Regions from separate parts of the Siniperca chuatsi genome. Here region 1 is linked to region 2. A link is a contact called in public Hi-C data. All regions are on one chromosome and are shown on one strand. The core of a region is the stretch at or near the end of the contact, and the rest is flanking DNA. Distances in the headings are between cores, read along the strand shown. Region 1 holds the start of heatr4 (HEAT repeat-containing protein 4). Region 2 holds the start of slc3a2b (solute carrier family 3 member 2b).

The links. A called contact is a pair of places that touch in the nucleus more often than the background predicts.
Region 1: a Hi-C map of liver shows a contact between it and region 2, with 2.5 times the contacts expected there. The contact joins the promoter of heatr4 here to the promoter of slc3a2b in region 2. A contact is called at or near these places in 2 of 3 Hi-C or Micro-C datasets (liver and skeletal muscle).

The regions. Positions count from the first base shown.
Region 1 is chrLG15:28,666,963-28,672,843 of ASM2008510v1, reverse strand. heatr4 (HEAT repeat-containing protein 4) reads left to right here and starts at 3,481. Exons shown (of 9, transcript XM_044167059.1): 1 at 3,481-3,978. LOC122861949 (a long non-coding RNA gene) reads right to left here and starts at 1,878. Exons shown (of 2, transcript XR_006374602.1): 1 at 97-1,878. LOC122862525 (a small nuclear RNA gene) reads right to left here and starts at 779; the gene lies at 674-779.
Region 2 is chrLG15:28,501,367-28,507,371 of ASM2008510v1, reverse strand. slc3a2b (solute carrier family 3 member 2b) reads right to left here and starts at 1,317. Exons shown (of 8, transcript XM_044167743.1): 1 at 694-1,317. The coding sequence starts at 1,046.

The DNA.
Region 1 (5,881 bases), core at 2,232-4,731, 160 kb before region 2:
TATATCAATAAATGATTAGAAATTATATATATCTATCTAGATATATATAGATAGATATATTTACATATATACATACATACACACATATTTACACACACACATAGATATAGAAATTAACGGCCGCAGGTAACCGGAGACGGAGGCGTTTGAGCGGCCGTGTGTGTCTCCTGCCGCCGGTACCGGACGCGGTACCGGACCGGCCCGGGCCCGCTCTGTTACGCGCTGCCCGCTGCGGGCCGGATGAAACAGGATCCGGGCCTCGAACCGCGTCCGTTTAACGGGCTTCGTGTCTGGACTTTTCCACGTCAGCGAGTCTCCTTCCTTTCTCCGCCCGCTCCTCGGTCCCGTCCGGCGGGACACGACGCTCCGTTCTCTAGCGCCGGATTCGGATTCCCAGCTCCCGCATGCTTCACGCTGCACAGACGGCTTTTCTCTTGCTTTGCACCAAAATACACCGAAGCGGCTCTGCAGTAAAACCCGGTCCTGATTCTGAAGTGTGTCTGGGTAAAACCTCCGTAGCCACAGAGGGACCGGACACATGGTGGATCCGTACTTAGGGTCCAGTGAAGTCGTAAAGGTCCCGGTTTAAACAGAGTTGCAGTAGCGCTGCTCGGCCGCGGGGGGGCGCTGTTTCTCACAGATAACAACCCTAAACACCATGTTTGTTAGGGGACAAAATGAGGAACGCTTCACGAATTTGCGTGTCATCCTTGCGCAGGGGCCATGCTAATCTTCTCTGTATCGTTCCAATTTTAGTATATGTGCTACCGGAGTAACACAACAGAACCCTGTCCCTGCCTGCTGTATAAGGGGCTCTGTCCCGGGGCCAGCCTGACTAATGGTGGGGGCTGTCACACCGGCTGGAAGGGACCAAACCTCCTGTCAATGGCTTTCATCCAGGCAGAGCGCAGCAGAGGCCCGGGGGCTGTGCTGTGAGCCCCGTACCTACTGTGACCCGCCGAGACCCAATCTGACCCGGTCTGACCCGCTCCGGGTCCGTCTGCTCTGCCGAGGAGCTCGCAGGTCTTATGGGAAAGCTATGCAAAGAGCCTTTACGTCAGGCGGCCAGGATTGGTGTGCTGAAGGGCGGGGAACAAAAGACTCACTCACTGCTCCTCCTCCACCCAGAGGCCCTGCAGCCCCCCCACAGACAGCTGCTGCAACCCTCCCCCGAGGACACACACAGAGAGAGAGACGGGGTGGGGGTGGGGGCGAGACAGAGAGACACACGGGCTGCAGCGTGTTTCTGAAGAGCTCGACCCCGACAGGAAGGACAGGAACCGGGACTGCAGATACAGCCGGAGCTTCGTGCGCTCGCCACCATGTTGTTTTGTCGCAGGGCGGCTGGTGTGATCACACACACGCTGGCTTTGGGAGGTGGATTCTCGCTCTTAGGACGTGGATGTCTCTCTGCTGGACTCCTCCACATGATCGGGACTGAAACAGGGGCAAACGGGGAGTGCTCTTTCACCTCATTCAAACCACCAGCTGTGCCTGAAACGGCACAGCGTGTCAGAGTCGAGATGTTTCTGTAACACGGGCCGGGACTCGTTTTTATTCAAGTGCTTAAACTGTTCTCTACGTCCACATCTGTTTTAGCTGTGGCTGTTTCTTCCTGCTTCATTACTTCCTGCTTTTGTTTTTAATTCAAAGTGTCAGTGCAGTTCCACAAACTCACCAGCAGGTGTCAGCCTACGACCGGTGCACGGAGTGAGGGGCGCTGTTGCAGCCGCGGTCTGTCTGCAGAACCTGGAGGGAAACACACACAACACGAGTCACAGCACGAGTCACAGCACGAGTCACAGCACGAGTCACAGCACGAGTCACAACAGCTGCATTCACTTATATGCATTTGTCTGCCCTCGAGGATTGGAAATGGTGTATTTTTTTAATCAATTTTTTATTGATTATTGTATAAAGTTGTCCATAGAATAAAACATAAACAAGGAGGTGACCCTCTGAACCCCCCCACCCCAGCGGTCCCCAAGCCATCGATCCTTGACATAAAATTGCAATAGAAGCAAAATAACATTCACATATACACCTGCGTAATAAAATAAAATAAAAATAATAAAACGAAACAGATACAGTCTGCAGTATGAGAAACTTAGAATACGTAAATTAACACAAAGATCGTCAGAGGTTTGAGAGTCCAGTCATGTCACAGAATTAGATTAGAAGGAGCACAACTGGTTGCACTGGTATCTCTTTTCATCATCATATCAGACATTATTGATGAGATCTTTCCCCCCAAAACTCATAAACCTTCTCACATTCCCAGAGCATACGCATGCATGTTCCCTCTTGTTGGCAGGGACAGAAACTACAGCGGGGGTTTGCAGATCATTTAATGAGGAAGCGTTTCTTTGGTGTCCAGTACAATCTGTGACAGAATTTGAAATTAATTAATTGATGGTTTGGATTTCTTGATGCACAGAGAATATTTTTTCCATACGGTCTCCCAATCAGTCCGGTCTACAGACAGCTGTCTTGTCCAAACTGTGTGCAGTGGATTGTTTTTGCTTCAAGAAGTTAAGGACAGACAGCTGACACTACGCTTTGCTGAGAAGGATTAAAGAGCCGACTGTGAACAGGATGTGTAAATGTTGTATTTTTAGGAATAATTCAGCCACGGAACACGCCATTATGTTGTATGCGGAGAAATCGCCAAAACCAAATCCCATTGATAAGATCGGACAAATTTAGAATCGTCTTGCTTTTGTCACCTCGACAAACGTGAATTAGGGTTGTTTTAAATCGGGGGTTTAGGCTGGGGAATTCGGCACACAACCCACACACCAACGAGCTCATTAGATAAAAAGGACACATTTTAAAATAAATAAAAAGACGGCAACTTTTCAACCTTAGTTATCTCTGCAACCATCTACCGAAATACACAGCACGACACATTCAAACTGTTGTAATTATACTGTAATAAAGTTTCTCTTTGAGTATAAAGCGCGCACTTGCCGCTGTCGCCAAGCGCATGCTCGTGGTTTGATGTGTTGGGTCTCTGTAAATAACATTATAAAGGGTTCGGTCTGGACCGGCTCTGTAGGAAAAGTGCAGTGAGGTAACTTCTGTTACGAGTCGCAGCTTATGAGGATAAATAAAAGTGAATTGAATTGAATTTTTACCAGACAGGTGGGCGCGGTGCAGGGGGGGGGGGGTCGGCAGGGTTAGGCCGGACTCCTGCGAGGCCTAAAATGGTGTCCACCGCCACCGCTGGAGACATCAAAGCACTTTGACCGCTGGATTCGCCCCCCCCCAGACAAACAGCCAATCACACAGCCCGAACAATAAGCAACTGCCAATCACAACTGAGCAGGAAGGTGACGCAGTGCTCTCGTGAATAAACGGAGATATTTACAGGGCTGCGGCCTATTGTTTAACCGATAAATGTGAAATAAACATTTAGCCAAGTGGCCATTATTATTATTATTATTATTATTATACACAAACGTAATCACCAATCCAGTGTGACGTCACGTTAACGCTCACGTAATCAGCGTAACGGCGAGGCTGTAACGGCCATGGCGGCGGTGCCACGCAGTCAAGAGAGAGAGAGCGGGAACAATGCCACAGAACAGGCAGCGTTCAACACTGCAGCCTCTCGGTTACTGGCCGCCGCTGTTTCCCGGTGTTCCTGACGCCCAGGTAGAGACGGAGAGCGGCGGGAACGTGCTGACGGTGAGGGAAGAAGCCCTCTCAAAATGGCGTCAGGTCAAACACAGTTCAGCCTCCTCTGAGGCTCGCTGGATTTGGACTCGCAGCTTCGGAGCAAGTTAACGGTCAACTTGTGAAAATGAGGCCGCTCCGGAGCGGCAGGAGGGTGCGTTTGACTCTTCACTTGAGCAGTTTTAGCATTTAGCTTAGCTTAGCTAAAAACTGATCCCGGAAGGCGGGATGATCGCGGCCTGTTGCCATGACAACGGTCAGCGGCAGCGGTCGATGAGCTGACACTGAAGAAAACTTGACGTGAGTCTGCTTCCGCTTCACTGCTCACACAAAGATAGATCCTCCCATACTAGTTTATTACAGATATAAATTGCTTGAATTTATACTTGAACTTGCTTTTTTTTTAATCATCTGTTCAAACGCTTAGACGTTTAGTTTAGATTCAGGTTGAAAAGTGAGAGTTCAGTCTGCTCCCAGCCTAGACGCTGTTTCAGCATCTTTTCAACCGCTAACTTGCTGCTACGCTTTCACTCTTCAACTTACTCCCACCAGGGCTTAGCTTAGCCGTTTGACGTGGAATAAATAACACACACGGCCTTTTATAGCGAGATATTTATTTAGAACTGAAGCCGAACATCTTTAGATTTGAAAAGAGAACTGAATTTCATTGTTCTCCACCCACCCAAAGAAGAAATGCTTTTTCAAATTAAAACACCTCCGCTGTCTTTTGGCGACTCCTGATTTATACAGCCTGAATTATAAGACAGAACAACATCCACTTAAACTGCTGCTTTCATTTTTAGTACTTTCATTACAGTCCGGTTTAGGTTTGTTTGCTTGCGGGTCTCTTGCACACGCTGCTGTGGCTGGCAGTTTAACCATTAGCATGCCAAAGTAGCTCACCAAGCCACACTTGCATGCTACCAGTTAGCATGCTAGCTAGCTCAGCCGCTGCAGGACTTGTTAAAACGGTCTGTTCGAGGGAGCATATCTGCACCACCCACTCCTGTCTCACGGCTCTCTGCAGACCATCACTTTATGGGGTCACAGACAAATAAGGCCCCGTTCACACCGCAAGTCTTAATGCTCACTTCTGATTTTTTGCTCAGATCAGATTTTTTGTTTGGCTGTTCACATTACCTTTTAAAATGTGGCCTGTATCTGATTCCAGTGTGAACTGTTTGAGGTTTCAAACTAACCCGCATGCGCAAAAGAACAATAACAATGACATCAGACGCAGCACGCTGTTGCACTAAAGTTCGGGAGGTTATGGAGGAAGTAAGCATTGTCGCTTTTATTTCAAAATGTTTGTGTAATGGAAGCCGTAACATTAATGAGCATGTGCTTCAAAAACGGAGCGGTTACGGTAGGATCCTTCCAGTTTAGCTTGAATTGAAGTATCTCCCCATGTACTAATTAGGTCTAACACCTCACTCTCCCTCCACTGACTCGCTCCATCAAGTTTTTAATGTTACTGTCTGCGTCTGTTGTGTCTGGGGCTAACTCGCCGGCGCATAATTGTGACAAATGTCGACGAAGATTGACGTAAAAGTCGCATCAAATCCGCCTTGGTTGTTCACACATTGAAAAAAATCAGGTCTGGGTCTGATTCAGGACCACATATGTATGTGGTCTAAATCTGATTTGAAAAAAAATCAGATCTGGGCAAGATTTGAGTGTTCACACTACCTCTGAAGAAGTCTGACCTGGTCACTTGACTCCAAAAACCCGGGAAAACGTGACCCCGGATTTGGGCCACTTTTGCCTGCAGTGTGAACAGGGCCTAAGGGTGGGCAAGATGACCAATTTAAAAATCCTTTGAAAACCTGTTTTAAAAGCATGTTGGTTTCGTGTCATTTGAAATTACATTTGCGCCATTTTTTTTTCTTTTACAAAAGGTAAGACTGAATGCGCCTGAAAATGTCGAGTGGGGTAACCGCAAAAGAACGATTCTATTGCATCAAGAGACAGAACGAGTAGGATTCAAACTTTTCAAAAACGCTCTGTAAGGCTAGGATAAAAATGATTTTTTATCCTAGCCTTACAGAGCTTTAATAATAAAGTTGAAAATAGTTCCACGTTCGTTAGTTAGTTCATAATACGTCTGTAATCAGCATCGTGAACTGCTGACATTTGACAAAACTGGCCTCTGGCAGAAAGGCTTGTAATAGGAGTCAAATGGGTTCAATGGTGACACCATTTG
Region 2 (6,005 bases), core at 68-2,567:
CTACACGTCTACACATCACATGTCTGGTATTAGTCTACATGTCAGCTGATAATGGTCTCGGTGTTGACTCTGGCCTCAGATCTTGTTTGAACAGCTCAGCCGCCAGAATAAAACGCCGGCAGTGTACGTTTCTGCGGACCACGGATACGTTGAATCTCTGCACAGGTAGCCTATAACTCGCATCATCCCACATTTTATTCAGAATCAGAAATGCTTTATTGATCCCCGAAGGGAAACTCTTTGTTACAGCAGCTCGTCTTTACGTCAGTGCACACAGGAGAAAGTACTAGCAAAAAATATTATACACTATAAAACAGGTCAGAAAATAAATGAAGTACCAAGTGGGTTTATGATGGTAATACAGTATAATAATAATACAATGTATTAATATTATAAATAATAAGTAATAAGCAGAGGTGCATGTACTGTCGAGTTCAGTGTAGCTTATTGAGATTATTTAAGATATTGCACACATTTTATTATTCTGGTGACTGGGTTGCTTAAAATGCAGAGAGCCACACCCTGTCAGAGCCAGCTGATCCCAGGTCAGCCTGCACTGAAATACATACTGTGTGAATGCAAAGTGGCTGTGAACTACAGAATTACTGTGTGTATACATACATACATACATATATATATATATATATATGTATGTATGTATGTATGTATCCGGGCCTGTGCGATGCTCCTCACCCGGGGGTCCCGGCCACCCTCAGCAGCTCTTCCTTGGTCAGCCCGGTGAATTTCACCTCCTCCGCCTCCTCGGGGATCTTCAGCTTCACGGAGCCGTTTTTCTCCGCCGCCGCCGCCGCCGCCTCTCCGCCGGCAGACGAGGCGTCCTCAGCCCGGTCTCCTCCACCACCTCCTCCTCCTCCTCCGGTCATCGGCTGCTTCTCCTGCTCCTCCTGGTCCAGATCCGCTTCACTCACGTCGGCCTCCGTCGCGTCAGCATCCGCAGCAGCATCCGCCGCATCCTTCGGCTCAGCATCTCTGGTCTCCGCATCCTTCAGCTCCACGTTGGTCTCCTCCGTGTTCATACCGGCCATAATTACCGCTAATCAATCAAATGAAAGAAACGAGAGCACCGAGCTGTTCTGCACCGTGAGGCTTGTCCGTGATGTCTGCCTGCCTGTCTGTCTGCCTGCCTGCCTGTCTGTCTGCTGACCGCAACACTGCAGCAGCTAATGCTGCTTTCAATGCTGTCGGAAATCTGGGAACTGGATTTATGGTGTCCGAAAACCCCCCATTCTAACCTCAACCAGTATTCAGATCCTTTACTTAAGTAAAAGGATGTAGGTATAAAATGTACTTAAAGTACTGAAAGTAAAAGTACTCGGTGCAGTAAAATGCTGTTATATATTCTATCATCACATGGGTCTCCGTTATTCCAGCTCTCATGAATATTTCTCTTGACAGGACAGAACAAAATACTTGGATTAACCCGAGAAGTCCTCCAAATGAAATGATAAAATATGTGGTTTGTCCATGTGTTTTCTGATCTGACGCCATCGTCTGTCTGTGACACGGCTCTGGTTAAAGTTTGGTTCGGTTTAGGGAAAGATCAGGGTTAATAAAACCAGTTCGACATGAGCAACATCCTGCTTTTACATTAATGCACGAGGAATAATAACCTGATGATTATCAGGTCGTTCCCCACAACTGCTACTTCTCCTCTCATGGCCGTTACGATACGTACTGTCCTCAGTACGTGATGTTCTTTCTGATCTCCCTGTTTCTTTGTATAAGTGTAAGCCTGTTTGCAACAGATAATCAACGTTTCCCTGCAGGCAGCAAGTCTGCAGGACGACACTTTGAATTCATAAGCCTCATGCCCTGCGTGTGTGTGTGTGTGTGTGTGTGTGTCTACAAAAGTTTCAACATGGTATTTAATTTGTTTAAGTTTTTGATTCTCGCGCACGCTATCAAACAATTCACTCACACTACTGTCGCCTTCGGGTTGCCAACAACGTTCGACCCAAACGCACACTTAAATATATGAAGCAAACTTCATCTTTGCAGCTCGGGAAGATAGAGACAGTTTCATGGACAAAAACACTACGTGCTATCGGGAATGATGGCACTTTGATGTTGTTTTGATACAGTTTTTTGTGTGTGGAAGTGTTTAATTTTATGTCAAATGCGTGAAAACATTGATTAAATACAGAGAAATAAGAATGAATGACTAAAGTTTACGTCCATGGGGGGCGGCAGCCTCAGGAGCTCCGCCGTCCTTAGAAATAAAAAGCTTTTGCTAGAGATTGTCAGTGACCAGACTTCATAAGTCTCAAACCAGGACACCTGACAGGCCAAGTGCACCAGCGCAGTAGGGCTCAGATTAACATCTGCCGGACGATGCTGAGGATGTTTTATGAGTCTGTGGTGGCCGGTGCTGTCCTGTATGCTGTTGCATGCTGGGGCAGCAGGCTGAGGGCAGCGGACGCCTACAGACTCAACAAACTGACCCGTAAGGCCGGTGACATTGTGGGGGTGGAGCTGGACTCTCTGGCGGTGGTGTCAGAGAGGAGGATGCTGGGTAAACTACACGCCATCTTGGACAGCGTCTCCCACCCGCTCCATGAGGCGCTGGTCAAACAAAGGAGCGCCTTCAGCGGAAGACTCATCCCCCCACAATGCACCACAGAGCGCCACAGGAAGTCCTTCCTGCCTGTGGCCATCAGACTCTTTAACTCCTCCCTCTAAGTGTCAGTCTGTGTGACCCGAAGTCTCTAAACTGGACATTAATCATTAACATCTCTGCCATACTTGAATAATTGTGCAATATTCTGTGTTTAATACTCCCGTGTAATATTTAGTTTTCCCATGTTAGTTTTTCTTATTTATTGTTATTATATACCTCTATTACTCTCGACAGTACATGCACCTCTGCTTATTACTTATTACTAATTTGGTTACATTGCATTATTATACTGTACTTTCATCATCAACCGGTAAACCCACTTGGTACTTAATTTATTTCTGACCTGTTTTATAGTGTTTATAGTTTATCATATTGTTTTCTAGTACTTCCTCCTGTGTGCGCTGACGTAAAGGCGAGCTGCTGTAACAAAGAGTTTCCCTACGGGGATCAATAAAGTATTTCTGATTCTGAGATTAATTTCATCCATAAGTGGTAAACAATTCATGTAGCCTGTTCGCGGTGTAGATGTTGTTATGTTAGATGTTATTCCAGTGACGGGGCTTTACTTTACAAACACTCACATTAAATTCATTCTTTTTGTGGGTGCAGTGTGTTTGTAGTCTACACTCAACCAATTAAATGTTATTTAACAAGGAATCATCATCATTATCATTATTGATATTAAATAACGCATGCTTACGGCCAAAATACACAGAGCTACCTCTCGGGCCGTAGCCCCACCTGGTGGAAAGGCACGGCGCGCCGCTGCTGGGAGGGTCGCCTGCTTGTACCTGCCCATCGGGGCTGGGCTTCCAAAACAGCACAGTGAGGACTGCCGTTCTGGTAGTGTCACTCTCAGCCGGGCCTACTGCATCCACCTCCGCTTTCTTCCTCATGCATTACACCATATTCTCACTCATCCACGCACCTCGAACATGACTGATGTCTCTCCTACTTACCCACCAGTTAGTTAATATACGTTTGTTAGTTTGAGTTAAACAACTTACTTTTGCCTGATATCTGTGTGTGGCCTTCCTTTTTGTTGCCAGCCTTGAGCTCGGCGGTAACACTACGCTACTCCTATTTACTACGTCCTCAGTACACAAAATAAATTTCCCCAGACCTGCAGTCACAATCAAAAAAAGTTGAGTTGAATGTGTTGAGTTTAACTGGTGGTAGCTGTCATTTGACAGTGACCTCTTGGCTTGCTGTTTGAATGTCTCTGACAACTGGATCTTTAGTTGACCCCCCATCCTGTGCTGCTGGCCTCCACCCCTCCACCCCACCGGCTGTCCTGCGATAAGGCTGCTGAAGGAGCGCACTTTGGGCAACAGTGCGTCTCTCCTCCACGCTGCTCTGGTGGATCAACACAGCAGAGTGGCTGAGCAGGTCGATGAGCTTCCTTTCCGTGCTCCGCGGCACCGCAGCGGCAGGTGTCCCTCCCGCCCGGTACCCTGGCTGCTGTCTGTCTACGCGAGGGAGGCCCTCACTCACCTGAAGGACACAAAAGCCAGGGTCACGTCCATCTTCGGTGACATCTTAAAGATAGACTACACCATGAAGGCAAGCTTTGATTAGTATGAAGCGTGCCCTCTAAAGCATGCTATGTGAAGTGACGTAACGTGGCTGTTTTTTTTTTTAAATGTCTCTTTATTTTGACAAAGAAGTTTGTGGGTGACGCTGCCGGGACAGCCGCCTTATGTCCGTCCTCACGGACTCCGAGGGGAACGGGCTTTTGCCCATGGTGGCTGGACTCGTGCAGTGGTACACCGACGCCGGACAGAGCCCTCCTCAGGTTTTGTACGTGGACCGGGACTGCTGTGCCACCGCAGGACAGTGTGAGGTACTGTATGGCCTCTCCACGTGCCATTAAAAAGGTCCAGCCCCTCTCTCTCCTGCCCCTGCTGGTCAGCCTCCTTAACGGGTGCAAACCTGTCAGCAGATGTCGCAGTTCACCTGCAGCAGGTGTGACCAGCGTGGAGGGAAGAAATGAAGGAGACAGGCAGGCGACATTTTTAAATTATTTTCCTTTATTGCTGTTTATTATTTATTAGTTTTTATTATTGCAGTATTGACTGTTTATTCATTGACATTATTTACAGTTCTGTTCTTCCTTAATAAATGTTAATTTTTGGATTCTTCTCTCTTCTTAGTTCAAAAAGTCACCATTCCAACTAAAATAAACTATTACAAAACCAACACAAGTGAAGCGCCTTTTATTAATATCATGTACTGAAGAACAGTTTTACCTTTTCTTCCAACACATGACAGTTTCCACTCACTGCTGCGAGGTCCTAATGAGACACACCTGTTCCTAATGAGACACACCTGTTCCTAATGAGACACACCAGTTCCTAATGGGACACACCTGTTCCTAATGGGACACACCTGTTCCTAATGAGACACACCTGTTCCTAATGGGACACACCTGTTCCTAATGAGACACACCTGTTCCTAATGGGACACACCTGTTCCTAATGGGACACACCTGTTCTAACCATCAGTGAATGACCTGAAGCACCATCACAAGGAAAGAAAAGAAAAATCTTTAAATAAATAAACCTACAAAACTTGAACAAACCTGTGTTCTGTTGTTTGTACCTGATAAATTCACAGATTAAAACACTGGCCATTAATTACTGAGTGAACACACAAAAATTATAATGTTGTAAAATACTGTCTGGTGACTTTTCACATTTAATATTTTTAATATTTTAACTGTTAAAAGCCTGACTGGGGTCATGGGAATATAAAAAGCTATTGTGCACAAGAATAGTTGTTTTCTCACATTAGTAATTTGTGCTCATTTGTATGCATGAATTAATTCAGGAGAATGAATTACTAATTTGTGATTATGAGTGGCAAAACTTAACAGAAGCTAATTTAAACAATAATACACTTAATTTGTAATGTGACAGATGTCAAAGAATACAGTTGTCCAACACGTGAAATCTCTGTTCAAAATCGAAAACTGAACTGACCATTCAGTTCGAGCCCCTCATTTAGATCTGACAACTTTAACGGTTTATTTTTCTCCGCAGCAGTCGACACAGAAGCTTACGTACGTAACGTAACTGTTGCATCATTACAGAAGAAACACGAGCAAATTTAATGAAGGTGACGTCCAAAAAAAAACATTAATATGAAGAAATGACGTCAGTACCTGCAACTACACTTAACTTCACTTCTTAACATTACAGTCACATCAGAATCAGCTTTATTGGCCAAGTATGTGAACACATACAAGGAATTTAACTCCGGTTTTTCGTTACTCTCAATGTTAAACACAGAACAGTTTACAGGAAACAAACAAAGGTAAATATACATATAACTATTATGAACATACAAGTAGGTGAAAAAATAAGTG